Regions from separate parts of the Mustela erminea genome. Here region 2 is linked to region 1. A link is a contact called in public Hi-C data. All regions are on one chromosome and are shown on one strand. Each heading gives the region's core, a stretch centred on a gene start, on an enhancer-like site or on the middle of the called end of the contact. The rest is flanking DNA. Distances are from core to core; before and after follow the strand shown.

Region 1 (5,453 bases), core at 1,434-3,933:
AAATTGCTACAGTAATTTAAATGGGGTGGGTGCTTAAAAATGACAGAGATACCAGACTTCTGTGACAAGTCTTTTTTACAGCAAAGTGTAACCCACCCATTCCCCAATGCTTTTATAACGAACATATACAAAGAATGGTTAAATAACACCACATGCTGAGGAGGGTTAAAAAAAATGTAGCCTGCACAGGACAACCAAATCAATTGTTATCTAGTCATCTGTGTCCTCTTGACTAAAGTCTGCTTTAAGTCAATCAGATCGATAGCGCAATAGCACCATTCTTGAGAGTTAAATACACAGCTATATCCAGCTTTTCAATCATGTATGTTTGTTCATACAGTGCTCTAAGGGCTATGAAAGTTTTTGGTGATCAACACTTAACACATCTCCTCTGCTCTACTACAGATATAGGAAATGGGAGTCAATCTGAAAGGATGGATGAAAAGGCCAAAAGTGAGAAAGAATTTAAAATGGAAACTGTCTGCAAACTTTCCAGTAGATTACCTATATAGTATGTATATCTAAAACTATTCATTAAGAATAGTTTTATCAAGGGGCGCCTGGGTGGCTCAGCAGGTTAAGCCTCTGCCTTCGGCTCAGGTCATGGTCTCGGGGTCCTGGGATATAGCCCCGCATCGGGCTCTCTGCTCAGTAGAAAGCCTGCTTACCCTCTGTCTCTTCCAGCCTCTCTGCCTACTTGTGCTCTCTCTGTCAAAAAAAAAAAAAAAAAAGTTTATCATATTGAAGTCAAATAAACTGGAATTGACAATAAAACATCTCCAAAACACATTTTACTAACATATCTCAGTATTTTTCCAAATAGTTGTATCTGGATCAAATTTTTGCTACAAGAAACATTTTAGGAGATTTTGAGAAATACTTCCTGTATCGAATGCAAATAACTCCCCTGTCCCCATATACTTTGAAACTGGGTACTGGTCTTGGATGTTCAAAATGAAGACCGCAAACCCTTCCCCCCACATGCCCCGCCAACACCTGTAGAAAGCAGCAATGGCAAAGATCAGTAAATACAACGTACTCCACCGTTTTACACTTGACTCTTAAAAAAAAAAAAAAAAAAAAAAAAAGGTAGTTGCTTAACTATAACAAAGAAAAAAGCAAATTTTCGTTAGGAGCTTAAAAATGGGTGTACACACAATCTGTATACCTATTTTGGTCTAGGTCTAAAAACACTTAAAACTCCCACTTATTAAGCATGGGCCAAAACTGGATTTCTATCATATGGCGTAAGTATAAGCGTCTCCCTACAACTTTCCCGGAATTTTACCAAACATCCTAATAGTTTGCCTTTACTTCCGAGCACCTTTCGGCGCCAGCTACACCCACAGTCTCCACCTCACTTGCATTTCTAATAACGCTGTAGAGGGAGGGTGTGAGGGAGTGAGTATTTATGTGTGGATAAGTGCGCGCGCGCTCCCGCGCGATTCCCCACCCCCACCCCGATACTTTTCTTTAGTGGAAACAGAGGGAGAATCTAGAGGTTATTCTCACAAAAACTCAGTATCAAAGCCTTAACCCAGCCGCAGTCAACTGGTAAGACTCCGCGTTTTCGTTGCGCAGTGCAACTTCTCACACCCTACCCCGAGCTTTCGCAGCAGATGGGAAATTGGTGAAGAGAACCCAAGGAGAAGTGGGGGAGATCGGGAAAAAGTGGAAGGGCCGATCCCCTTGAAAGGCGCTTAAGTTTGCAACCAAGATTATGTTTCCGCGAATATGCGCCTACTCCCTCTCCCCTTCCAGGTGGAACTCGTTAACAGCAGCAACCCAGCCAACAGACACCGCCACCTTCCCTCCCCTCGTACCATCGGAGAGCAAGGCAAGTGAGGGCGGCGGGCGAGAGCGGACGCCTGGCGGGGCCGGCGCAATCCTCGGCCACCACCAGGCCTCCACCGACCCCGGCCGCGTCACCTGTGGAGAAAGCGCCCCCTCCCCCGGCCTCTCTGCCCTTCACGCCGACCGTACCCCCGCCCCCCGTGGCAGCCGCTCCCCGCTCGGCCTGCGAGGACAGAGCTCGGCGCCTGGCTCCCTTCCGTGCTTGCGGGGCCCCAGCGCCTTGAACTGGTTACAACCGGCGGCGGCTACCGAGCGGGGCAGCCGGTGGCGCGAGGGTCCCAGTCGGGGAGGGGGGAGAGCGGACAGGCCCAGAAGAACGGGGATCGCAAGGTCCTACCTAACACCGTCGGTCTCCTCCGTCTCCTCCTCAACGGCAGCGGCCCCGGCGGTGGCGGCGGCAGCGACATTCCTGGGGAGCGCTCCCGCCGCCGCCGCCTCCTCCTCCTCCACTCTCTGCTCGCCTCTCTTCCCCGGCGCGCTCACCAAGCGCCGCGTCCCTTCAGCCACCTCCCCCCGCCCTCCCCAACACACACACGCCCCGAAACCTTAAGCCCTACAGCTCCCGCAGTCGGGTAACCCACCCTCCCACCCTCCCTCCCGCCACCAGCGGCGGCCCCGTCCCTCCCCCCTTCCCCTGTGCCCGCCGCCGCGCCGGGCTCAGTAATGGCGGCCACTCCGGCTCCCTCGCGCTGACGGATCTCTCTCCCTCTCTCCCGAACTTTACCTCAGCATCTCTCCCGGCGCGCACCGCCGGAACGCACGCGCGCGCGCGCAGCCACACACCCGGCCGGGGGCGGAGCGGCGGCGCAGCCTCGACGGGGCGCGCGCGAGCGCGCACCCGCGCACCCGCACCGCCCTCCCCACAATTCCCCGCCCCCGCCGCCCTCACCTCGCGGCGCCTCCCGCGCCGCGCGCCCGACTGGGCCCGCCCCTGCCCTCGTCTCCGGGGAGCCTGGGAAGGCGCGAGCGCTCGGGCCGGAGGGAGGGGAGCAAGCGCGGGGCCGCGTCCTCGCTCGCGTCCGGGCTCCCCCATTGGCTTCTCCCCTCCCCCTTCTTCCTCCGCCTCTCCCACCCATTGGTTCCCTCTCCTACTCTATTCCTTCTCACCTTTTCCCTTTTACCCATTGGCGTGGGTATTTTTCCTCAGCTTTCCCTTTTCTCCGTATTCTCCTTCTCCGTCCCATCCTCCACGCTTTAGAAGCTGCAGACCATGCAGCCCTGAGCGCGGTCGTCTCCGAACCTTCCCTGCTTTCTCCCTTTCCTTCTGTTCCGGTTTCTGGCTGAAACTGAGAGCAAACCACAATACTGCAAAGGAACCTGATATTGTGTTAGCCGTTGCAAAACATCGTACGGGCACCGAAAGATTCTCGATAAATCCCCCTACGGTCTCAGAGCATTAAAGAATTCAAGGGAGAAAAATATGCGCCCTAGCTTGTTCGCGGGGACATGCTCTCATGTCTACTCCTACGTGTGCAGCCAGTTTTCCGCCTGGGGATCGCTCGCCAACTACAGACATCACCCGCCCCGGACCTGGTGCCATGCTCACCCAGAAGGCAAAACTCCATACGAGCTAGAATCCCTTTCTCCGCCCACACCGCACGGACTCAGACAGGCCCATGGTTTATTCCGTTCTTATGGAAGTTAAGCGAGATACCAAGATTTAGGGGCTTAGGGTGGCCCCAAAGACCCGGTTCACACCACTACCAGCCCAACCTTAGGAACCAGGCTTTTATTATCCTACCTTAAGTGTATTCAGTGTTTTTTGAGACATGGAAATTTTTCAAGTTTGGGGGTACACTGGGTTTTCGTTGTATTTCTCTTCCGAGCATTGGTATTGAAAGGTGAAGAAAAGATGGACGGTAGAAAAAAATACCTTTCTTTTTTTACCATTGAAGAAACTGAAGTCTTGTGACTTTCCCAAGGTCATCAGAATCTGTCTCATAGAGAGGTTTTAAAATAGTTGCCAGTAGATAAAAGAATGAGCAGAAACATAAATCCACCCCAATTTGTTAAGTCTAAAAGAAGTAATTTGGGGGAGAACTTCTCTCTGGGGAAAGCTTTGTTTCCTATCTTGAAAACAGTTCATCATCAGTAAAGTTAATGTATGAAAAATCTTTTAAGTTCCAGTTACTCTTTATTTCTTATGTTACATAAGGTACTGAAGTTAGCCAAGTTTGCTTCCTTGTGTTATAATGATACAGCTACTGCCAACCAGAAGTACCTTTATGGTCTGTTGGTAAATTGGAAAAACAAAAACTGCCTTTTGGTAAAAATCAGAAAATATTTGTCAGTAAATCTATCACAATATTCCAGCACAAGTTTGTTCCACACTTCTCCCCCTCTACTGTTCACATTTCTCAAAGGTAAACTTAACAAAGTAGAAGAGACATGTTTAATTTCTCTATGTCTCTTACTCCTCCCTAATTTTAAAAAGGCATCACTGAAATCCCTTACTCCAGCCACTTTCTTGCATCTGAATGGTACCAAGTAGGTTAAGTAGTTAAGGTCCTTAGGCACTTCTTTCTTTTAGTTACAAACCATAGGCAAGGAAAGATGCAAAAGAAAACATGCAATGGAAGTAAATATAGAAAGGAAGGAAAAAGAGGAGAAGAAGAAATTGGGGAAAGAGAATGGAATTGTCGATGTGAGGTTCTAATGCCATAAGTACCCATACCACTTGTGCAGGTTGGAAAGTTCGTGCATTTAAATCTATTTCTTGACCTTTGTACTAAGAGTCCTTAAAAATACAGTAATCGATTCAGAGTCACGACTTACACTCTAAAATGTTAACTGTTATGGAGTGTTGTCCACCCTAAAGATATTTTGAAAATTACTTCCTAAATAATCAGAAATTTCATAACTATGGACATGTATCAACATAAACTCAAGTCAAATAAATCAGGGCTTTTAAAAGAAGGATCATCATATAAAGAAGGTGAAAATTACACCTTAGTTACCTGATAATGCTTCCTTTAAAACAGGACATGATTCTAAAGGGTCAAGACATGATTCTGGAGGGAAAAACAAGTCTTGAAATGTTACATTCTCATAATGAAGACCCAGAAAATGTAACAAACAAAGCCATGATTTTCAAAGGATACTTTTCATAGCTGACATTACTGTTAGTCCTCCTACATCATCTATCTTGATTTATGGGGTCTGGAACTTTAAAACTTTGCTCCTTATCAGTACTAGTAGTCTAAAGCTGCTTACCAATATAAAAAAATTAACATATTTTATTGTTTTTATATTACTTGTTCTACTCAGAAAATAAAACGTACATTTTTATGTACAAATAAAAATCTGAACATGGGAATTGGAGGCCAAAGTTCTGTGCTTGAAAATGCTCAAATATTTACAAATAAAAGGCAATAAAGGGGGGAAAAAACCAAGGAATAAGATGGCATTTTTAAAGTTGATCAGGAGCCATACCTTCAGAGAAATAGCTTTAAACACCCACGCTTGCCACCCCAAAGGAAAAATTTTGAAAAAAAATAATGTATTTTTTACACACACAAACATACACACACACATGAGAGAGAGAGAGAGAGAGAGAGATCTCAGATCATTTACTCTTCTTTTCTAAAATAAAAAATTAA
Region 2 (5,453 bases), core at 2,139-4,638, 150 kb before region 1:
GCATTGCAGAACTTATTAGCATTAAATTCAAACGAAGCAGCAGCAGAGAGACAGAAGGGATGTGAGAAGGCTGCATCATGAAATCTAAATGCAGGTCCAGATGGTGGAGGAGAGGCTTAAATCCCCAGTCCTGTGGTTCAAACACAGCAAACACACCTGGGAAAGAAGTTATTAGTGTCAAGGCCACCCTGTCTGCCTCTCCTTTGCTTCCCCACCACTACCACCCCACCTCCCCAAAAGGCCAACGGACCTAGTGAGGCCCCTGACTGAAACCACGCAGATACCCCTCTGTCCTGAATGGTAGAGAGCAGTCAGCCCCTCAGTGCTGGCAGAGGGTAAGTGGACGCAGATCCTGTTGGGGCCTAAAACATGACTCAGCACCAAACATGATCCTCGAAGAGAATCAATATACTGAACCCTAGAAATTAGGACTCTCTTAGTCCCAACTTGGCTTCAGAAGAAGAGGCCAAGTGGTCCCCTTCAGTTATACAAGTTCTGAGCTGGCAAACTTTCTCAGAAAGAATCACAGACCCGCTTGGCTGGCAGAGGATGGCACATCTCTGCTCACTCCCACCTACAGCGTCACCATGACAGCAATACAGCTGGCTACGTAAGGACAAAACATAAGAAACACCTTGCATAATCAAAGATACACAGGTGACTTGCATGGACCTGTGCTGGAATTTCACACAGGCAAAAGTCTCTTACTCCTTCCAAATGTATTTTTAATGACCTAATTTGGTGATACAGCTTAGCAACTGGCATAAAGTAACTTCCCTGCCCCTTCCTGCAATATAACCACAAACCCTTGTTTCTACTCTTTTCTCAACCCTTCTCAGTCAGGGCAAAGCCCAGTTTTCAGTTTCCTAAATGGGGCCTGGGCCGCCACAATGATTTTTCACACAGTCATTTCAAACTCTCGCTTCTGGAAGACTGAAAGAGACGTCTAATAGCCGACCGGTTATCCAGCACATACTGTGTTCTAGGCTCTTATCTCAACTTCGTCTTCACAACAATTTATAAGACAGATGAATTATCCCTGTTTTACAGATAAGGCAATGAGAGCACAAAGAAACTGAATAACCTCTGTCCAAGGTCACACAATTAGTAAGCAATACAGCAGGCTCTGAACTCAGGTCTGTCTAATCCTAAACTCATGTTCTTTAAAATAATAATGGGGGGCGGTCCTTACCTAGCACCAGGTGTCGGCACTGATCTAAACACTCTTCAAATCTAACTTATTTAATCTTCACAACAAATCTAGAAGAGAGGTACTACTTTTACCACTGCCGTTATTATGCAGATGAGAAAACTGAGGAAGAATGAGATTCAAAAATTCCAAAAGTTTCCAAGTCCCTAACTGGCAGGCTGTTAAGTATTCAGGCCATAAGCACAGCACACACTGCCCCCTCATTTTCCCTGTAACTTTCTGCATTCATTCATTCAAATGTTGTGTAGCCCTCTTCTATGCACCTGACATCTTGCCAGGTATCGCAGAAAGAGAACTAGTATTTGACACCTGCCCTCAGAGGACATTAACAGAATGTGAAGCCAAGAGCACTATAATATGCCGGGAGACCTCACTGAGCACTGCGAGGGAGTTGAATTTGGAGAGATAGGAAGAATGATCCAGGAAGGCGGGGTGGGGGGGGGGGGTGGGGAGGGGTGGGGGGGGTGGGGAGGGGTGGGGGGGGGTGTAATATGAGCAAAGGTAAAAATAAGAAGGAGGACTAGGGAGAAGAGAAGGACCCCCCCCCCACACACACACACACACCACACACCACACACAAAGCCAGATTCTCTATTGCTGTTTTATGTATTCGTTATCTCATTTAATCTTCATGGCAGACACTTAAGACATCTTCATTTAGCAGATAAAGAAAATGAGGGGGGGGTGGGAGGTTGGGGTACCAGGTGATGAGTATTATAGAGGGCACAGATTGCACGGAGCACTGGGTGAGGTGAAAAAATAATGAACACTGTAATGCTGAAAATAAATAAATTTAATTAAAAAAAAAGAAGAAAGAAAGAAAATAAGGTGTAGAAAGTCCAACAACTAACTCAGTCACACATCGGCCAAGGAACAGAGCCAGGTTTGTCTGCTTCTGACACTCCTCCTCTCAACTGGGAGCCTCTTTCCCATAGGTGAACCCAAACTTAGAAGGCCAAGGAGTCAGGCAAAGCACCAGCAAAGCCAGGCAGCATCTAACCATTCTGATTTCTAGATCTCTTTATCTTTGTCCCAGACCCCAGGGGAGTATGTGCTTTTTCAATGTCAAAGCCTCTCCCTTTGTATTCCCACTCCAAACAAGCTCCCTTTCTATAGACTGACTTATGACTTGCCTGTCCAAATAGAGAGTAGGCCTCTAGAGCCAGCTGAGGGCCTGGCTGAAGACAAGCTGTCTGCTGTTGGGGCCCACTGGTGGAGACACAAACTAGGCCTAGGGAACCTCAAGAATCCCCTAACTCAGACCCCTCAGTTTGGAGAAAAAAGTGGAGAACCAGAGAGAGAAAGGGAGGGAGTCGCTAAAGGCATTCTCTCACCCCACCACAAAACAAAACAAAACCCTAAGCTCCATGAAAGTGCTTTGGCAAGTGGAGGTCTGAAATTCCTACAACAGCCTGGAGAGAAGGTAACTAAGGTTCTGCCTTCCTGCAGAGTCGGTCTTTAAATGCCGGTGCTGCTAAGACTAAAAAGAGCAAAACTGTTTTCTTAGCAAAGTTCAAGCTTGACTCAAATTTTGTGTTGTCGGGATGAGGGTACGGGTGGGGGGCATCTAAATGTGAATCATCAGCTCCTACTCAGCAAGCTGGGGACTGCGATGTTTTGGGAAAGCACGCCTTCTTGAGACCCTGGGTTTGCTCTCTTTCCTCCGCAGGGAAAGCAGGCCCTGATGTTCCATCACCCACCTACAGCTTCTTACAGCATGCCTTTTATAGCACCCGCAGCCTCTAATAGGAGCAGAGGAGTCGTGATGCTTCTGCCATTTTTCCCTTAGGTGGCCGACAACCCAGCCTTGAAGGAATAGACCCAACCAGTGCAAAAGAGAATCTGCTATCCAAAGAGCAAAAGCAGTACCCACTGCATCACTGTCAGAATGTTTAAAATGTATATCAAGATCATTATTCATCAAACTTTCCCTCTGGGAACAGATATAGTCCGTTCCTCTTTCTAAGGCCAAAGGACTGCGTGTTACCTTCCATTAATATCTCCCTGTCACTCTTCAGTTCCACTTCCACCAATCATCATATTAGACTATAGCCAAAAGACACAACTTTTTAAAAATGTACTTACCTTAATGTGCTCATAGTATTTATAGGTCAGCTTCCCTGCTGGCTACTTTTAGTGCAGCTATACAGCGTGTGAAGAGGATTTCTTCTCATTCTCTCTGGTATAGGTAAAATCCTTAGAGGGAGCAGCGCCTAGGTATGTTTAAATAAAACAGACCAATAATGACCTTGGGCTATATCATTCACACAATAGTGGTAGGATATGCTTTTTTTTTTTTTTTTCCTAGTTAAGATTTATCGACCAAAGTAAGGTGAAGTATTAGGAAACTAGAGATTGGATGACTTAATGGTGAAGAAGTTGGACCATTCCTTCTTTCTTTAAATTCTATCTTTCCCTAAACACACCTCTATGTTTGCCTCCTATCCCTCTAACCACTCACAGTTAGGTTTCTTTATGCACCCTTCTAATTCTATCAAGCCCTTACAAGTTGGTATTTCCCTGAACAAATTCATCTACTCCCATGTCTATATCATTCTCAAATCTGTACTGAAAATCAAAGTCTGTATTCAATCAAATCAAATATGCACTCAAATCAAATCTGTACTCAAATCAAAACTGGTATCTCTCTTCAGAACTTCAGACCCAGGCACCTGGGTGGCTCAGTGGGTTAAGTGTCTATCTTCAGCTCAGGTTGTGATCTCAGGGTCCTGGAATTGAGCCCTGTATCAGGCTCCCTGCTCAGCGGAGAGTCGCTTCTCCCTCTCCCTCTGCCCTACCACTCACGCATGCTCACTCTCTCTCAAATAAATAAAATTTAAAAAACAAAAAACAACTTCAGACTCATTCATCTGATTGCCAATTACACATCTCTAGGATTTCCCACAAACCCATGAGACTCAACATGTAAAAAATTGAACTCATCATCTTCTCTATCACCTTCCCATACCATTTTCTTTTGCTCTGTTCTCTGTCTCATTGATGGCACCACCTTCTATCATTGCCCAAATCAGAGACTTTGGAATCCTCTCCCACTCTTCACTCCTCCTCACCCAAGTTCCCTCACATCCAATCAATTTCAAGAACTGTCAGTTCCCTCTCTTTTCTCCACTCTCACTGCTATTAGCCTAGTGTACAAGTTAAAGTCATCATTTCCCAAATTTGAGATGTCTATCAACTGGTTCTCCAGTCCCTACTTAAGTACTTCTAATTCATTTTTTTATGCTATACCCAGTGATCTTTCTAATATGTATAGCTAAGCATGTGATACCTCTCACTAAAAATCCTTCTGTGGCTCCACTCTGCTTTTAGGATGAAGTCTAAATGTCTTAACCAGCTGAGGAGATTCTAAATGACTTGCTTCCATATACCTTTCCAGCCTCATCCTTCATTAGAATTCCTTCATGTTTCATGTTCCAGCCACAATGAATCTCTTTGATCTTCAAACCTGATGTTTTCTCTCTTGCCTCCTAGCCTTCCTGGAATCACGGAATTACATAGAGAAAACAAAATGAAAAATACCCATATCAGGGCTTTCCACCAACTTCATCCTTATCTTTAGGAAATTCAATTGAATTCAATGAACATTTATTGATTGCCCACCAAAGGAAAAACAATCCCTTGCCAGCTGCATAGAACTTACTATGTAAGACATATTCCAAGCCATGGAACTTGCAATTTCATTGCTTCTCTTAAACCTGAGTTTAAAAGGTCAAGTCTCTGAACTTTAATTCCTTTCCTCAAACTTAAGTTCAAGCCATACAAAGAAACTATCTGTCCCCAGTACACTTGGCATGTGCCTGGATTCACTTTCACTGAATGTTTCACCCCCTTCTCTACCAAGCCAGCGACAACAACGTATCTTCTCTCTACTCTGCACTTCAAAGAAGCCCCAATTGGTTGTTAATGCCTAGATTACAAGGCTCTAACTTTCTGTTAGCTTTCTCATCTGTTGCTGAAGTCACTACAACTGGTATTGATCACCCAGTATTCCCAGGAACCAGAAACCCTATGTTTAGTAGCTATGTGGGGGTTAGATTGTTAAGTTTAAAAGACTAAGGCTTGGAAGAGGGGTGGGGGAGGAGCCATCCTGAAGAAATTTAATATCCAGCATTCCTGATTGCCCCTGGTCACACACAAAGCAACACGATGGAGCTAGGCAAAGAACACCTGTCTAGAATCAAAAGACTATATTCTATGTCTTTGCTGAGCTAGGAATGGAGAT

The links. Hi-C and Micro-C count contacts between places; a contact is called where the count stands out from the background.
Region 2: a contact with region 1 is called in a Hi-C map of fibroblasts, with 2.8 times the contacts expected there. The contact joins the promoter of AKAP6 here to the promoter of ARHGAP5 in region 1. A contact is called at or near these places in 2 of 3 Hi-C or Micro-C datasets (fibroblasts and spleen).

What each region holds. Positions count from the first base shown.
Region 1 is chr5:82,752,356-82,757,808 of mMusErm1.Pri, reverse strand. It overlaps ARHGAP5 (rho GTPase-activating protein 5), which reads right to left and starts at 2,683. Exons shown (of 7, transcript XM_032344000.1): 1 at 2,579-2,683.
Region 2 is chr5:82,901,679-82,907,131 of mMusErm1.Pri, reverse strand. AKAP6 (A-kinase anchor protein 6) reads right to left here and starts at 3,388. Exons shown (of 15, transcript XM_032344004.1): 1 at 3,296-3,388.